Linked DNA regions of Rattus norvegicus: region 2 is linked to region 1. A link is a contact called in public Hi-C data. All regions are on one chromosome and are shown on one strand. The core of a region is the stretch at or near the end of the contact, and the rest is flanking DNA. Distances in the headings are between cores, read along the strand shown.

Region 1 (2,755 bases), core at 87-2,586:
CATTAAATACTTGTTGAATAGCAAAACTGGACCTGAAGAGTCTTTCTTGTTTAAGTTGTAATATAGTCTTCTATTTTAAACCATAGGAGAATTAATTTAATTTAAGAAGAAATTTGAATACAATTTTGATGACTTAAATATTAAAAGGAAATGGAATTCCAAAGAGCCTAAAATCAGTTTTACTATCTGAAATGCCACCAGGGGTTAATTTCACTTTTGATTATGTGAAATCCCTTAATAAGGGAACTGAATTAGAACAGTCCGTGCTTCCGTCCATCTTTGTTCCAGGATCAAGATTACCACACATTTAAAAAAAAATTACAGTGGTAAGACTTCATTCCACATGTGTTTGCCTTTGGAGAACCATCCTTTAAGCATTTTGACGGGTAAGGCAATGCAGTTAGTAAAGTCCACTCAAAACCTAAAGCACATATGGGACATCTCATTCTCTCCTTACCATGGTGTAAGTTTAGATGGCAGCAAAAATCACATCTTTCCCTCCGAACAAAGTTTGAATTTAGCTCAGTGGACTTCGGTTCTCTTTGGCCAGCGCCACAGCTTTGTGCATAAATCACTCCAGATATTCTCAGATCTGTATTTGAAAAACTGGATGCCCTCAAGCTCTAGGTCAACCAAATGAATACAAAGAAGAGCCTTATGTTGCACAGAGAGAAGAAATTGTTCAACGCAACTGAGATTAATATAAAAAGAGGCAAATGTCGGCAAAGGAATGGGTGATTATTTCTCAAAGTAAAGAGCATGAGGTGACCTGTTCACTGTGGGACATTATGTCAGTATCTCTCTTCTCCATGCAACATACCATTTAACCCACACAGGCAACGGTGAGGAAAGATCTGTTCACACAGAAAGAGACACTCCTCCCTTGTGAATAATTCACCTCCATTGCATGCATCATCCAGTTCTCCTGGTTATTTATATGGGGATGACATCGGCTCTTATTTCTGACTCCCGTGGACCCTACTGCTGTGATTTTGATCATAGTGGAAAAATCAGTGAGGAACAATGATTTTCGAAAGTTCCGAATTGGGGACTTGAAGTTTTACTTGTATCTGTATTTTGCTTTTTTAAATGAGGCATTGCGACTAGCCTGGTGGCTTTCATCGCTTAATCTTCATCAGGGTTGGATGAAATCTCCAAAATTAAACACTGAGCATTTCCTTGCTGACAATCACCTGTTTTATAAATTAAGTACTGTTGGGAAAAACAATGTCACTTTTCTCTTCTTGTAAAATGTTAAACGCACAACTTTTAGGCAGAATGTGTACCAGGTTCCCCAAAGGCCAAAGAGTTCAAAGTTAATCAATAACTATTGTGACATCACTGGAGGCTGACAACTGAACAGAGCTCTCCATCATCAGAGAGATGAAAGCCATGAGGATTGATAAAGATCTCTGATGAAGACATCCATCTCTCCCCTCTCCTCTCTCCCCTCTTTCTGTCTCCCTCTGCCCCTCCCTCCTTCTCTCCTTCTCCTGTCCTCTGTGTGTTTTTATATTCGAGTCTTACACTTGGCAGAAGAGCTGGGGGATTTTGCAACCAGAAATGTTGGGACTGTGATAGCCTTGAACATCAGTACCACCCTCTGAAGTAGTCAGCATACAGTTAACTTTGGTTAAGGTCACAGTGAAACATGCCTTTCACACTCCGGGAAAAGCATTTCAAAATCCGTGGGCAAACAGGAAAGGGATTGACATTGTTTCCTCTAAACCCAGTTACTGGAGGCAAACCAAATGTTTTCTCAATCTTTGTAAGATTCCTTCACATCAGAAACCATGTCAGGGCTTCCCGCAAAGTAGTACCTGACATGACTTGTAGGTCATGGCACAGAAAGTCCGGAAAAATGTCTGATAACAGTACAGGGTGGAATTCATACCAGGAGGAGAAAAAACAGGCTTAGCCTAGGTTTTCAGCTCCCTGGCATCCCCTGTGAGTTCTACAGGAGTGCCAAGTCATTACACTGGGGCTTCTTTCCCCTGAACTTATGGCCATAGCACCAACAATTACAGGAATGATGGGGTTGGGGCAAGAGAAAGAAAATGTTTTCACCCCTGTCATCTAACTGGACATTTGTCAGTAGAAGACAGATAATTTCCACCATGAAACTTCCTTCTTTCATGCCATGTGCTTTAGATGCCTGACCCTGAAGTCAATTATATTACTATGATGGACACTGCACCTGGTTGCTCAGAATTGGGGAAGACATAGAGGGTTATCCAATTCTCTCCATCCTCACCCCTCTATCCCTTCAGAGAACTCTACCTGGCACATTCAGAGCCTTGCTTGACAGTGGAGTGAGAGCTGAACGTGTCCAGAGTTCCCAGAAACACTGTTAAGTTTTGAAGATTTGAGAAGGGACTGTCAAGATTCTAGCACCAGAAGGAGCCACTTCTTAGAGACTTCACTCCAGTTTGAGACTTAGCAGCCCAAGGAGACTGAGATGGCTGTCAAGGATGAAAACGTCACTACTGACTAGATGTAGAGGCTCTATTTAGAAGCAGGGAATCCAGTGTCTCTGAGTTTCTCCAGCCCCAACAGAAACTATTCTGTGGTTCACTCAGAGTGTGCACTCCATAAAGATTTGGAAAATAAATGGATTTATTCACTGGTTCTCAGTAAAAGAACCAGTAGATTGTTTTTTTTTTTCAGGCCCCTAAACAACCCAGGGGAAGCAAAAGAGCAAACAGACTTCCAAAACTCTCAAAAGGCAGAGAAAATAACTCTATAGCATAAGGAC
Region 2 (2,755 bases), core at 102-2,601, 78 kb after region 1:
GCGAGGACTCTCCACCCATCCTGCCATCCTAGGCGTGGAGTTCAAAGGAAAAGGTTCTCAGAAACCATCTGTGCCCTCTTGCTTCAGCAGCATTAATGGGCACCCTCTTGCCCCGCGGCCTTGAAGCACTATGTGAACGCCCCCAAATGCCTCTATGGCCCTCCCACCTTGGCTCTACACCCAACCCTAGTCTGCTAAGAACCGCGGCAGGGCTCCCTCCTTGGATCAGTCCCAAAGAAGTTGTGAGGTTCTTAGGAGGGGCATTTATCGGTGCCCTCTCCAGTCCCGTTTCTGGTAGGAACATGGGAAAGAGGACGAAATCCAGGCCATTGGGGCCACAATACAAATCGGTGGCGCTGCCAAAGGTCTCATAAAAACGTATTGGCATTTCTCTCAGAATGGCAAATCGAATGAAAATCCACCAACAGCACCTCATCAAAACATTCCTGCCGCTCGCCACAACAGAATACCCCAGGTTTCACCAGTAGAAGATTCCCAAATTCCCGGAGCCGAACACTCCAGCCGCTTTCGGTGTCTCCCAGGTCCCTCCCCGCCCAGCTCCGGGGGCCCATATTTGGATTCTGGCCAAAGGAGGCAGCAGCCAGGACCCCCCCCCCCTAAATCCATGGGTCCCTCCCCGTGTCCTGCCCCCTTCCTCTCTCCCCACCACCTCCCGACCAGGCGCTGCACTCCAAGCTCTCCAGAGCCCAGCAGTTCCGCGGCCCAAGAGGTTAATCCAGGTTTTTCTCTCCCAGTTAGAACCAGGAGCGTTCTCACTCCTTGGCCTCCCAAAGGTCTCAACCTTCCCTGCCACAACCACTCTCAGGAGTATTTCTTCAAGCTAAAGAGCACTTCTGGACTTTCCAGGTCCAAAGGTTCAGACCAGTCTGAACCTGTCCAGGGGCACTCCATATTTTCCTACCTGTCCCTCTTTGCTTGTAAAAACAAATTAAACAGGGATCCCAGCAACTTCGGGGCATGTGTGTAACTGTGCAAGGAGCGCGAAGCCCAGAGCATCGCCCTAGAGTTCGGGCCGCAGCTGCAGAGGCACATCTGGAAAAGGGGGAGGGGTCGAAGCGGAGGGGACAAGAAGCCCCCAAACGACTAGCTTCTGGGTGCAGAGTCTGTGTCACCGGGGGTTAGTTACCTGTCCTACGTTGATGAATCCGTACTTGCTGGCTATGCGGTCTGCCTCCGCGAATCCGCCGGCGATCTTCACTGCCCAGTGGTTGGTGTAGACACGCGTCCGGCACACTGGGAGCAGACAGCCGGCGAGCAGTGCCAGCACGCACAGCAGATCCCGCCGTCCCGGGCGACAGCAGCGGCTCCCCCAGCCCCAGTCCATGGTCCCGGCGCTTCGCCGCTTTCGCCCGCCCGCTGGCTCGCGCGCTAAGCGGCGCGCACAACTAACTTCTCCGGCCTGGGCCGGCGGGGCGCGCAGCCTGGAGCGGTCGGTAGGAGGCAGAGAGCCCAGGAACGGAGCAGAGCTGCGAGCCCCTCGCAGGCTCTTAGACCATCCCTGGGGCAGCGGGTACCGGGGCGACGGGCTCTGGGCCGGTGGGGTGGTTAAGCGATCGCTCCCCGGCTGGCACGGGAAGCGGCGGAGTGGGACTGGCGCCTTCGCCGCGGGCTCTCCCGGCTCCGCTCGAGGACTCTTCGTTTGCCTCTTGCTCCTCTTCGGCCCCGGAGCGCCGCAGAGACGACTGGCCCGAGCGCAGGCAGCGGCCGGGCGCCCCCTCTGCTGAACCGGGCTCCCAGTGCTCGCTCGCCCGCTCGCTGCGCTCCCTCCGGCTCCGAGCGCGCGGGGACTGTGAGTGGCGACAGCAGCAGCGCCCGCTCCGCATAAATGACTCCCCCGCCCCCCGGAGCACCCCTCCTTTCCCACATCTCCCTCCTCCTCTACTCCTCCGCCCTCACGAGCGGGGCCTCAGCCAGTCGCCACCCAGGTCCTAGCGCCTCCCAATTCTCCCTGCTGTAACCTCCCGGGTCGGGGCAGGAAGGCCAGTCTCCCTCAAGGGTTGAGGGGAGAGTGCCTCCCGGGTCTTGATTTCTATCCTTTTTATTTCGCCAGGCTGGATTTGGATTAATTTTCCCTTACTCTGGAAAGTCTAGGATTTACACGATAATGAGAGGGAAGTATGGCAAAGATTCATTCATCCCGGCTCTAAATGCCCTGGACTAACTAAGCATTTTAAGGTCATTCTTGTCTCAATTGCCAAACAAATAACTTCGAGACTTTAACTTCGCTAATTCTTTACGCTTTTCAGTAACTGTTTATCTTATGCATTCTGCTCCCCGGAGAAGCTGCCACACAGGACAGTTAAGTCTCATTCACTCTTACAAAAGCCAAAGCCAAAAGTCTGTCGCCTGCTGACTTGGGAGATCAGCACTGGTACTCAGCAGCAACATCACAGGAGGGTGAAATTCCGTGCTTAGAGCTAGGAAAGATATTTCTATGAATATCTGCAGTACCAGAGAACAGACAAGTGTTGGTTGCAAGGGAGTGGCCATTCATTTGTTGTGTCCTTATCTCCAAGGGCTTCATTTGCCTCAGCAAGGAGAGTTTTCCAACTTTCCAAGTAGGACATGGGAGCAGTGGAGGAAAGTAATATTAAAGGACCACAGAGGAAGTCAGATGAAATGCCATTACAGCACTGCGACTTTAGACACAGCAGAGGATGGCGGCTGGCCTTCTTCAAGCTTCTCCAACCTCTCTGTCTTTTGCAGGTGAGGGGCCAAGGAGTGGTTTATTGTA

The links. Hi-C and Micro-C count contacts between places; a contact is called where the count stands out from the background.
Region 2: a contact with region 1 is called in a Hi-C map of liver, with 2.7 times the contacts expected there. The contact joins the promoter of Pcsk5 here to the enhancer-like site in region 1. A contact is called at or near these places in 4 of 12 Hi-C or Micro-C datasets (Schwann cells, kidney and liver).

The regions. Positions count from the first base shown.
Region 1 is chr1:224,615,010-224,617,764 of GRCr8, forward strand. All of the region lies in intron 2 of Pcsk5 (proprotein convertase subtilisin/kexin type 5), which reads right to left. Among named protein-coding and RNA genes, the nearest start is that of Pcsk5, 78 kb to the right of the region's middle. Within about 2 kb of position 1,337, at least 2 of the 93 cell types and tissues checked have an H3K27ac peak or open chromatin away from gene starts, as enhancers often do. A contact at or near this core is called in liver, where this site is marked.
Region 2 is chr1:224,692,996-224,695,750 of GRCr8, forward strand. Pcsk5 (proprotein convertase subtilisin/kexin type 5) reads right to left here and starts at 1,352. Exons shown (of 21, transcript NM_053823.1): 1 at 1,148-1,352. The coding sequence starts at 1,345.